Regions from separate parts of the Ovis aries genome. Here region 1 is linked to region 2. The links are chromatin contacts, called in public Hi-C maps. All regions are on one chromosome and are shown on one strand. The core of a region is the stretch at or near the end of the contact, and the rest is flanking DNA. Distances in the headings are between cores, read along the strand shown.

Region 1 (5,879 bases), core at 602-3,101, 88 kb after region 2:
TTTCTGTTCATGATGTCTGTTCCTCTGATTTACCTGGAATCAATGACTCTGGGGGAGAGAAAAAGGATTCTTTAAGAAGCTCATCAATCGTGGGTCCCACATTAGTAAAGTACTAAACATCAATAACATCAGAGGGGGGTTAAATAAATATGTCACTGGGGAGCATTTCTGAGGAAAGTCTTGAGTTTAATTTTCAGCTTATGGGGCTCAAGTTTCATGCTGAATGATTATTTAGAAGATACTCTTGCTGAAAGCACATATTTTAATTTTCAGATTTTTAACCTTGAATGCAGAACGAGGTCACCTCCAGCCACAACTTTTAAAATACTTAGGGTTTTAAAAAAAAAGAAAAGAAAAGAAAGGTAATTTGTAGCAGTACTGAAGTGTCCAACAGAAACCACTTCATCTGTTAAACAATATCTGACTGCCAAAGTTTCTCTTCCTGTCGGTTGATAGACAATGGCATGGCACAGCCATCATCACCGTGGCAACAGCACTGGGAACTATCAGAGGAAAATTGCACATGGCACTGCCGGCCCTCGAGCAGTCCTGCCTCAGCTTCCTCTGGAGGATGCTTTCTCTGCAAGTCTGGGGTGCTCCAGGGTACCATCAACCCAGTGCGACGCCGAGACTACAGATCACATGGCGATTTCACGGAGCCCCGCTCTTCGGGGGTCACTCTTGTCAGCAACGCAAGCACCCGTTTTACGTACTGAAGATGCAGCGGTGAATGAAGTCAAGGGTCTGGGAGGGAAGGCAACAACAAGCTAATGATGTACGACAAGGTGTGACATGCACAATGAAGAATGGAGAAAGCGGTGGGCCTCGGGAGGCTTCCTTTCCCTCCCCTGTACCCCCACATTGCTTTGCGCCCGCCTCTCATCTGTCAACCTTTGGGCACAGGTCTCACTGGACGTCTCTCCCCGGCGCCGTGCCTTGTACGCAGCAGCTGCTCGGAAAACGTTCCTCGAACGAACCAATTCCTTTCTTAAGTTTCTCACTCAACACACCTTTCCTGGGGCCCAGGCCCAGGGGCTTAAGTAGGCTGAAAAGTCAGCGAAGCCCCGACCACACAGACAAGAGCGCCTCGTGAACTTTAAAAGTCAAAAGCTATTTTAGTGAAATAATCGAGGTGCAGAGGCGAGAAAGGGTCTGGGTCTCCCACGTGAGCAGCGGGACAGCCGGAGGGCCGGGACTCAAGCCCCGCGCGCCCCGACCTCGTAACCCCGGCCAGGCCCGGCCCCCAGAGGCCCGCGCGGTCCCTGTTCCCGCCGCGGCCTCACGGAAGCTCCGGCAGCTCACCTAAGCGGACAACGCAGGACCGAAGCCAACTCCAGCCCCTCCAACAACGCGAGCTCACTACCCAGGTACCGGCCAACCACGCTGCCGTGGCAACGCCGCTGCCGCCGTCTGCACCGGAACCGGAATCCTCGTCTGGACGTGACCCCTTCCCGGCGTTCCGCGGAGCTGCGAAAACCCCGCCCAGCGCCTGACCCAGTCCTCCCACAGTATCCCAGCAGGCCCGTCTGCCCTTCGGAGGGAAGTCGTCTTTTTGGTTTCGCCTCTGCTTACCACGGAACGTCGTGACACTGATGGACATCCACTTTCTCCAATCAGCTGACGAAGCGGTTGCCGACGGCCAATGGTAAGGGGGTGGGTAGTGGCTCAGACGTAAAGACCTCCTTCAACCTGTCGGGGCGGGACGAGCAATCTGATTGGTAGAATCAAGTAATTGCGGGCCAGCTCTATCCAATGAGGGAGAGCTATTCGGAGCCGGTCCAATGAGGGCCTCCGGGGGGCGGGCCGAGTCGCCGCGGGCCGGGCCCCGGGAAGGCTCCGGCTGGCTAGCCCAGGTCGCCGGCGGTCAAGAGCTGCGGCCAACGTGCTGGGATGAGCGGCTCTCTGGGCCGGGCGGCGGCGGCGGCGGCGACCGCTCTGCTCCGCTGGGGGCGCGGCGTAGGCGGCGGCCTCCGGGGCCCGGGCGTGCGGGCGGCAGGCTCGGGCGGCAGCGGCTCGTCGGAGCACTTGGACGCGTTGGTGAAGAAGGACAAGGTGGTGGTCTTCCTCAAGGGGACGCCGGAGCAGCCCCAGTGCGGCTTCAGCAACGCTGTGGTGCAGATCCTGCGGCTGCACGGCGTCCGCGACTACGCGGCCTACAATGTGCTGGACGACCCCCAGCTCCGGCAAGGTCAGGGCCGGCTGCGGGCGGGGCTGGGGGGCGACCTTCCTTGGCTGCTCTACGGGGCCGAGGGTCTGTCGGGCAGGTCCGTCCGGGGGCTCGAGGGGAGGGGGTTAGGGTATGGGTTTCCACACCGCATCAGAGCATCTAGAGTGGGGGCACGATCGAGTTGGAACTAGGTTTTGAAGATCTGGGGCTCTGGGCCAGTCTGTGCAGCGGGTTTAAGTCCTAGAGGTTCTCCGATCCTCACTCTGAGCTGCAGTAGGCGTTTCGGGGCAAGTTCTCTTCGGCTGAGTCCAAGCAACATTATCAGCAGCCCGACTCCCAGCTCTGCAGGAGTGGGGAAGTGGGGCAGAGGGATACAGGAAGAGGCCCTAAGAAGTAATCACTTGGGAACAATTTGAGGGAGTGGCCTGTCCCGTGGATAAGGGACAGGTGCTGTTGATGGTGCCGGGAGGGCCGAGGTTGCCCTTTTCTGAGGCTCGGGGATTCAGAGATTGGCCTGTCGTGCCTCAAGGCTGGGGGATGAGGGTGGTCAGGGACCGTTCTCCGTCGTTGCTTACAAGGAGGGGCTGGACTCAGCTTTTGGAGTGGACTTAGCTGACGTCTGCTGCTGAAAAAGACATGAAAATTTATGTTCAGATACTCAAGGATGGGGGAGATTTGTGGGAGATAGGGTATCTTAGAGAGGTTTGTGGGGAGCTGGACGAGGAATGACTCCTGAGCCCTAGCTAACTCAAGCTGGCAGCTCCAGGAGCCAGTCAGGTTCTGGGGCAAAGTATGCAGAGTCTGTGACTTGTCACTGTCTCTGGAGGGAGGGAGGAGGGCCCTGACAGTTAATTAGCACCTTTGCTGTTGAGTCTCCTGCTGTGAACCTTACCTGCATTCTGCTGTTTCAAGTGAGTTGAGTAGGAGGGACTGGAGAAGGGAATGGCACGGGCACGCATTCCAGTATTCTTGCCTGGAAAACCAGGCCTGCCCTTTGGCTGGGGTGGATGGGGCTGGCAGAGAAATGGGGGGACTGTCCCTGTACCCGCTGAAGCGTGGCATTCCAGTTAGACTTTTCAGTGACTGAGTTCTCCCTGAGTCTTCCTGAGGTTGTTTAGTGACAGTGTCCTGGAGAGTTTTAAGGCACCAAGTTCTCTGGTAGTCTGCATGCCGAGTTCTGTTTTCTGCTGTTCTGCATTTGAAGTTGTCCATCATAGTCATTCCAACATGGACGAGACAGGCTGGTGTCAGGGAAAGGCTTCAGGTTAGAATCCTGTGGCCAATCCATTCTGCAGCCTGAAGCAAGGCACAAAACTGCGTTTTCCCTTTGAATAATATGAGGATAATGAAACCACGTGTGCCAAAGATTTTGTGAGGAACAAAGAGAAAGGAAAACTTTTAGAATGTGCCCGTCATCTCACCTGGCACAGGGAAGGCACCCACTAAATGGTAGCTGTTTTATTATTAGCACTTTATGACTTTAAAAGTATTTTTCCCCATGTTATCTAATCCGTACAGAACTCTTGGTTTTGGCGGGTGGAAATGAGGAGTGAAGGCAGCTTAACATTACCAGAAGGTATGGGATCCCAAAGAGTCGGACACAACTGAGCAACTAAAAATTTAAAAAAGTAATACTTCCATGTATTATACCCACGATCCTTTTGCCTTCCTGGTCTTCTGGAATGCTACCAAGTGGCTGGCTTTTTTCACTTACAGGGTGAGCTGCAGTCTTCATCCAGCAGCAGGGTGTCTCTGCTTATAAGATAAGATGGGAGTAACTGCAGTCTCAGCTGGGACCTTGCCTCGCCCCTATGGCCCTTAGTAAAAAGTTGTGTTGTTGATATCTTGCTTAGCATAAAGTTTTGAGAGCCTCCAGTCTGTGACTTTCAGTTCTCCTGTTTAATATAACCAGTGGATGGTATAACTGAATCCCTTTGCTCTATACCTGAAACATTATGCATCAACTATACTTCAATTATTTAAAAAAATGTTTTTAAATATAACCAGAGGTAGGCCATACTGCAGTCTGGCCAGCAAACTGAAAGTAAGAGCAGGAGTGAGAATGTTTTTGCTAAGAACACTTCTGTGTTTGACTTTCAGCCTTCTGTTCTTAAGTGTTCAAACAATAGCAACAGGAATTTAACCCTTAAATGTCTTGACCGTTGACCTTCATCAGACCATTACTTTAGTCAGTAAATGTGTTACATGTATATTGAACATAATACATGTCCTTTGTTCCCTAGAAAAGTAAGCATTAGTGTAAGTCTTAACCTCCAGACTTAGGGCAGGGTGGTGTAAGCAGGTTTTCACAGTGAGGATTATTAGCCTGGGTGAGGCTTTGAAACTTGAAGTCTCCATCTTTTTGCTTGCCACAGCTTTGAGTTTACCACGAGAGACTGACAGGCTGTCTGATGCTTGCTTTTGCCAACCAAGGATATGTCTGTGCGCCTTTCCCAGACCAAGGTCACTTCTAGTAACAGGAGAGTTCAGTTCAGTTCAGTCACTCAGTTGTGTCTGACTCTGCGACCCCACGGACTGCAGCACGCCAGGCTTCCCTGTTCATCACCAACTCCCGGAGCTTGCTCAAACACATATCCTTCGCCTCGGTGATGCCATCCAACCATCTCATCCTCTGTCGTCCCCTTCGCCTCCTGCCTTCAGTCTTCCCCTAGAGGGCAGACAGAATGAAAACCACGACAGGAGAGGGACTCCTGCAAAACTGGCCTTTCCTGCTTTCTTGTGCCAGAGGAGGCTGAGCTTTACAAAGAGCCCAAGCTGGAGGAAGACCCTCAGACACTGTCTCCTGGTTCTGGGCGCTGGGTCCATGGAGTGTGGTGCCCAGAGGTGTCAGGCCGAGACCTGAGACCCAGGGAACCAGGGCGACTGTGAGGCAGCTTTGCACTTTGTCCTTCCTCAAGTTTTTGGTTTTTTTTTTTTCCTTTTTTAAAACCTGGAGCACGCATTGAAGACAACCACAGTGGAACCCAAAGAGATAGGGACCCATCTCCCAGCCCTGGTCTTAACAAAGACTAATCTTTACTTTTGGTTTCAAAAGAAACATGTGCTCATGGGAGAAGCTTGGAAAACAATAATGAAAACCTAAAGCAAATGACAATCCACTGTAATTCTGGTGGAAACCATAAACCATTATTATTAATATTTGGATCTACCTTCTAACAGTTTTTTTTTTTTTTTTTCAGTAGAGTTGAGATCACACATGTCTATATATAGCGTTCTGCCCTCCTGAGAGCGGGGAACGTGTCTTTTGTGACTCCCGGAGCACTGTGAGTGTTGCTTATGCAAAGCGAACTTTCAGTGAGTGTCTCAATGAAAACTGCTTCTTTTCTTTATCATTTTATCATAAACTCGTAAAAACATTACGGACACTGGAATTTCTGCCTGTTCAGATTACTCTTATGTTCTTCATGTAAAGAGCAGTGTCTGTTGAATGAATAACCATCATGCTTTGTTGAATGGTTCTTAAGCATTTGAAAATACGCTCAGCCTCTCCAGTGTCCAGGACTTTAAGGATAGTAAAGCTATGATGTTAGCAAGAAGTCAGATCAGGAGTGTGCGTACGTGTCAATGGAGGGCAGGTTGTATGCTGCAGACAGGGAGATAACGTGTGCCCACCCTCTGGAGGAGAAACTCTCAGTACCCGGGCAGGTTGAAGGTGAACCGACCTGAAGACCCATCTGTTTCATGCTCAAGT
Region 2 (5,868 bases), core at 1,134-3,633:
AAGGCAGGATCAGAAGAGAGTGACAGAGGATGAGAAGGTTGGATGGCATCACTGAGACAATAGACATGAGTTTGAGCAAACTCCGGGAGATAGTGAAGGACAGGGAAGCCTGGCGTGCTGCAGTCCATGGGGTTGCAAAGAGTCTGACACAATTTAGCAACTGAACAACCACAAAAGGGCCTAGGGGAGCATGATCAGAGGGAATTCAGGAAGGCCTCCCAGAGGAGGTGGCATCTCAGTGGGGTCGTGATGCACAGGAGCTCATGGGGCAGAGAGAGGACCAACAGGGAACTCTGCAGCCGCAGCCAGCTCCCATGCAGATAGCCTGAACTCTGCACAGCCCAGGCCCCACTTCCTCCAAGGAGCCTGCCCTGGTCACATTCCCACCTGACACTCACTCTTCCTGCCCCAAAGCCCTTTGCCCGACTTCATGGTCCTATTGATCAACCAGTTATTAGAGGTAAATATGTCTTGCTTCTCTCACCAAGGGCTCAGGAGTCTGGAGGTCAGGGGTTTTGTTTTCAGCTGGCCAGAGTCCTTCCACTTGATATCTGATGATGTTACAGAGACAATGAGCTGGGCATGGGGTGGAGAGGAAGTAAGACTGCAGCCCAGGTAGGTGACCTGCTGATGACGTGTATAGTTGGTGATTAGCCACACAGAGGCCAAGCCTCTTGAGGCAGGGGGCCACCTTCATTCCCTTTTTGCCAGACTCAAGACGCAGTATCACAAGGGTGAAGAAATCAGGCTGGGGAGTTGCAATCATGAGTTTGGATGGCTCACTGACTGGGCGTAGAGAAGGAAATGGCCACCCACTCCAGTATTCTGGCCTAGGAAATCCCATGGACAGAGAAGCCTGGTGGGCTACAGTCCTTGGGATCCCAAGAGTGGGACATGACTTAGTGACTAAACCGCCACCACCACCACTGACTGGGAGAACCTGGGTAATTCCAAGCCTCAGTTTCCTCATCGGTAAATGACCAATAGGCATATCGCAGCTCGTGGGGCTGTCACGAGGCTTAAATGCCTAAAAAGCATTTAACACAGTGCAGGACCCTCACAAGAAAAGATAGATCTTCTCAGCCATTATTATTTGACCAGCTGTTCTGGGTTGAATTGTGACCTTCAAAAGAGAAATGGTTGGGGGAAGAAAGGTTTGGTCAAGTCTCAACTCCACTACCTTAGAATGCAACCTTCTTTGGAGAGAGGGGCTTTACAGAGGCAATCAGGTTAAAATGAGGTCATTGATTGGTGCCTTTACAGAAAGGGAAGATTTAGACCCAGATGCATGCACAGACTGAGAAGGCAATGGCACCCCACTCCAGTACTCTTGCCTGGAAAATCCCACGGACGGAGGAGCCTGGAAGGCTGCAGTCCATGGGGTCGCTGAGGGTCAGGCCCAACTGAGCGACTTCGCTTTCACTTCGCTTTCATGCATTGGAGAAGGAAATGGCAACCCACTCCAGTGTTCTTGCCTGGAGAATCCCAGGGACGGGGGAGCCTGGTGGGCTGCCGTCAATGGGGTCGCACAGAGTCGGACACGACTGAAGTGACTTAGCCGCAGCAGCATGCACAGAGGGAAGAGGTGGCGGAGATCTTTAGGGGGAGGATGGTCCATGATGACAGGCGGAGATCAGAGTGGTGGACCTACAAAGCAGTGAATGCCAGCAACCGGCAGGGAACATCAGAAGCTAGAAGAGGCAAGGGAGGAGTCTCCCCTAGAACCACTGGAGACAGCAAGATCCTCTTGAGACATCAACTTCGGACTTCCAGCTTTCAGAACTTTAAGAGAATGAAGTTCTGTTGTTTTCTTTTTTATATAAAAGCACCACTTTTTGGTGCTTTGTTACAGCAACCCTAGAGAACTAACACACCAGCCACGCCCAGGTTTTGGCTGGAGCTTTGCGGACCCACAGGGCTTCCCTGGTGGCTCAGACAGAAAAGAACATGCCTGCAAGGCAGGAGACCTGGGTTCCATCCCTGAATCAGGAAGATCCCCTAGAGAAGGGAATGGCTACCCACTCCAGTATTCTTGCCTGGAGAATTCCATGGACAGAGGAGTTGGGAGGGCTACAGTCCATGGGGTCACAAAGAGTCAGACACAGTGGAGCAACTAACACTTTCACTTTCAATCCACAAGCCGCTCTGAGGCTAGATGCAGAAGCTGAGTTGAGAAAAGAGAGGGCTGGGACTTCCCCAGCAGTACAGCGGTTGAGACTCTGCACTCTCAATGCCAGGGGTATGGGCTCAATTCCTGGCTGGGGAACTAGGATCCCACATGCCGCATGGTGTGGCCAAAAAAGAGAGGGCTGGCAGCTTGAGCCCTGACCTGTGAAATCCCTTCTGCCCAGGCAGGCCAGTGGGAGTGATGCAAGACACACTCCCAACCAGCAAACAGACTCCAAAGGTGAGTAAGCCAAAGTCCTGGCCCCACGTGTTCCAACCCACTGCTCAGTGAAAGTCCTGCTGTGGGAGTCCTGGGTCCCACTCTAGAGCGACAGGACCTCCCTCCTGCCTCAAGAAGGTCCCCGTTTGCTTTCTGCCCCAGTGGGAAGGACAGGAGGCAATATCCTGACACAGCAGGGAAAGTTGGACAGGCCTGGGTCAAAGCCAGCCCTGTCACTCAACGGTTGTGTTAACCTCAAGCAAGTGGCTCCCCAACAGTCAAATGATAAGAATCATTCTGCTTGTTCCGCAGAGCTGTTTCCAGAAGCCAAAGTGAAAACAGGGCTGAGAATGTTAGCCAAGACTCTATAACCCACAGTTCTGGCCCCAGCTCTGCCTCTCTTGAGCAGCCAGACCTTGAACATGCTCTCTCACTTCTCCCTGGCCCGGATCCCTCATCAGTAAAAGGAGGAGAATGCTAGCAATGGAAATAAAACTCAGTGTCCATACATATTCAATGCACATTCATTATGACAACGAAAATTGCAAACAACCTCAACAATCGAATTGTGGCTACTTAAAAAAATAAATAAAAGGGCACGCCCCCAAATGGAATAGTCTGCATCCATTTAAAGTGATTTCTTGAACCATGCTATTGAACCATTTTAAAGGGTGCTGAGAAAAAGCTCAGATGTGTCAACTGAAAATACGAGGACACACAGCCATATATCATGAGCCCAGTACACCAGTCAGGATGCACACGGGCAGTGCCAGCAGCCACCCCGGGACCTGAAGGCAGATGCAGTTTAGAGCTGCAAAGAGCCTAGGTTCTGGAAGATACCACTGAGCTATCAAGCCAGCTCTGGAACCACCAGAAAGTCAGTTTTCTGCCACTTGTCACATGCATCCCAATGGGTACACATTAAAGGTAATGGCCTGACATCCTCAGACTTCCAGCAGAGGACTGTCTGTAGCCGGGTCGGGAAGAGAACCAGTGTGGGCGGATCATGGCAGAGTCCTGGGGCCACACCAAGCACCAGGCTTCGCCTTCTCTCCAAGAACTGAGGGTGACTTTTGTCCCTGATAATTACAAGTGTGCACTTGGGACCCGCCAGGCTGCTAGTGAGCTCTACCCAGATACCTGGAGGACCGAGAGATACGTCTTTCCCTGCAGGGATGGCCGAAATGCCGCATTTGGCTGGTGGTCTCCCCCAGGGGCCCCCACCATCCCTCCCGACAGAACCAGGCTTACCTCGATCTGCGGCAGGAAGGTGTGGATGGAGGGCGGGTCTGGCAGGCTGGCGGTGACATCCAGGAGTCTCTGGGCCAGCTCCCTCCATAGGTGCAGGTCCTGGGGGTGCCGCTGGAAACGCTGCCATAGCTCTGTGGCTGCGGTGTTGCGCAGCCTGCTGCTCTTGGCCTTCATTCTGTGAGCACAGGAGAGGGGGCACGGAGAGAGGAGAGAGTGGGTCAGTCCAGGGGCCAGGCCTCCCCCCGGACCCCCAGAGCACCTCACGTGTGCTGCCCCTGGGGCAAGCTCTTCCCCTATTCCATAGGCTGCCGGGCTGTCCAGGGGACCCTGAGGCCTAGGCTTTCCGGATACAAGTGCTCTGGAGGTAAGCCAGTCCTCCAACAGACGTGCAGCCCAGCTTCCAGACCAGGGAAAGAAACAAGCCTCGAAGAGGAATTGTGGAGACCTCAGACTCAGGCGGCCTGCCCCCAGCAACTCACAAAAGCAACAAAATCCCTTCTTGAGTAAGATGCCATTATACTAGGCCCAAATAATTCCTACAGAAAATTTTTCAAATATAATGCCCATGTAGCGCAGGGAACTATATTCAATAACTTATAATAGTCTACAAGGAAAAGAATCTGAGAAAGAATAGATATATATTATATGTATAACTAAATCGCTTTGCTGTACAACTGAAACTAACAAAATACTATAAATCAGTTACACGTGACACGCCATGCTAAGCCGCTTCAGTCATGTCTGACTCTTTGCAACCATATGGACTATACCGTGCCAGGCTCCTCTGTCCATGGGAGTCTCCAGGCAAGAAAATTGAAGTGGGTTGCAGTACCCTCCTCCAGGGGATCTTTCTGATCCAGAGGTCGAACCTGTATCTCCTGCATTGCAGCTGGATTCTTTCCCACTAGCATCACCTGGAAAGCCCATATGTATATACATATGTATATATATAATGTATATAGGCCGTCTAGCACTCAGTCATAGATAACCAGCACCCGCCACCTCAACAAGAGCAGCGAAGGAGACTTCAGCCACCCTGTCCCACCGCCCACTAGCACCCTGGGGGAACCAGGTCGCTGCTCTGAATATACAGAAGGGTGGCCTGCTAACACTGTGGGGTGAGAGACACCCAGCAAGGGGGGAGCTCCCTGAGTTCCTCCTTGGGGAACCTCCTGTATCAGACAAGGGAATGAGAGATGCTACAGGGGTGCTTCTTAGGTGACTCAGTGGTGGGGAAAAAAAAACAAAACAAAACACCCCACCTGCCAAGGCAGGAGATGCGAGTTCGATCCCTGAGTGGGGGATGATCCCCTGGAGAAGGAAGTGGCAACCTACCTCAGTATTCCTGTCTGGGAAATCCCATGGACAGAGGAGCCTGGCAGGCTATAGTCCATGGGGTCACAAAGAATTGGACATGACTGACCGACTAAAACAACAGCAACAGAGATGGGAACGGTTGGGCTGTGTTCCAAACCCCTCTGAGCCTCACATAGTAAAAACAGGCACCGATTCCAAATTTAAACTGTGCCCAGTTCCACACGGGGTGGATATTTGATCCGCTGGTCTTTGCTGAGCTAAGAGCCTTGAGCTCCGACTGTGCCCAAGCCCATGGGCTGACGGGAGGTAGAAGCTGGCCTGAAGTCAGGCCCAGGTGCTTCCATCAGTACCGCCAGCAGGTGGGGGCATGATGCTGGCCCAGCGGAGAGCCCTCCCCTTGGACCATTACATAGGAGACCCGTCTCTGGTGCAAAGTTGCATCAGGAGACTGAATGGAAATGAGTGAAAAGGCCACTTGGCACAGGAAAAAGCAAAGTTCAGGTCTCCTTCTGGAAGCAGAATGCAAAATATTATGGAAAGGGGTCAGTGCCTGAGCCCAGGGAGACCCTATAACAGCCAGTCATTGAGAGGGGCAAGAATTATTAGTTATCAGGTAGCGAGAGGGCACAAGCGGGCTGTAGCTGGCGCCAGATGGGCAGAGGCCCCTGAGCGTGGGGTCCAGGCCCTCCCTCGGCCCGCCCAGTACCTCTGGTACTCCTGGATGGCAGCAACCACGCTGTCTGAGAGTGGCTGCGGGTCCTGGGGGGAGACGATGAGCTCCTTCAGCTGGGCCTGCAGCCGGTCCACCCGCGGCTCCTCCGCGCCCAGCGCCGCCCGGGTCGCCTGCAGCAACAGATGACACCGAGGGGGCGGGTGAGGTTCTGAGACAGCAGGGGGCTGAACGTGGGCCATAG

Evidence for each region. Hi-C and Micro-C count contacts between places; a contact is called where the count stands out from the background.
Region 1: a contact with region 2 is called in a Hi-C map of liver, with 4 times the contacts expected there. The contact joins the promoter of GLRX5 here to the enhancer-like site in region 2. A contact is called at or near these places in 11 of 16 Hi-C or Micro-C datasets (blood, hypothalamus, liver and 4 more).

The regions. Positions count from the first base shown.
Region 1 is chr18:58,110,194-58,116,072 of ARS-UI_Ramb_v3.0, forward strand. It overlaps GLRX5 (glutaredoxin 5), which reads left to right and starts at 1,852. Exons shown (of 3, transcript XM_060401462.1): 1 at 1,852-2,188. The coding sequence starts at 1,891. LOC105603234 (a long non-coding RNA gene) reads right to left here and starts at 1,436. Exons shown (of 4, transcript XR_009597123.1): 1 at 1,303-1,436; 2 at 1-48. It also overlaps LOC114109243.
Region 2 is chr18:58,021,233-58,027,100 of ARS-UI_Ramb_v3.0, forward strand. It overlaps SYNE3 (spectrin repeat containing nuclear envelope family member 3), which reads right to left. Exons shown (of 18, transcript XM_060401917.1): 7 at 5,661-5,797; 8 at 3,638-3,812. Among named protein-coding and RNA genes, the nearest start is that of SYNE3, 68 kb to the right of the region's middle. Within about 2 kb of position 2,384, at least 12 of the 54 cell types and tissues checked have an H3K27ac peak or open chromatin away from gene starts, as enhancers often do. A contact at or near this core is called in liver and tail adipose tissue, where this site is marked.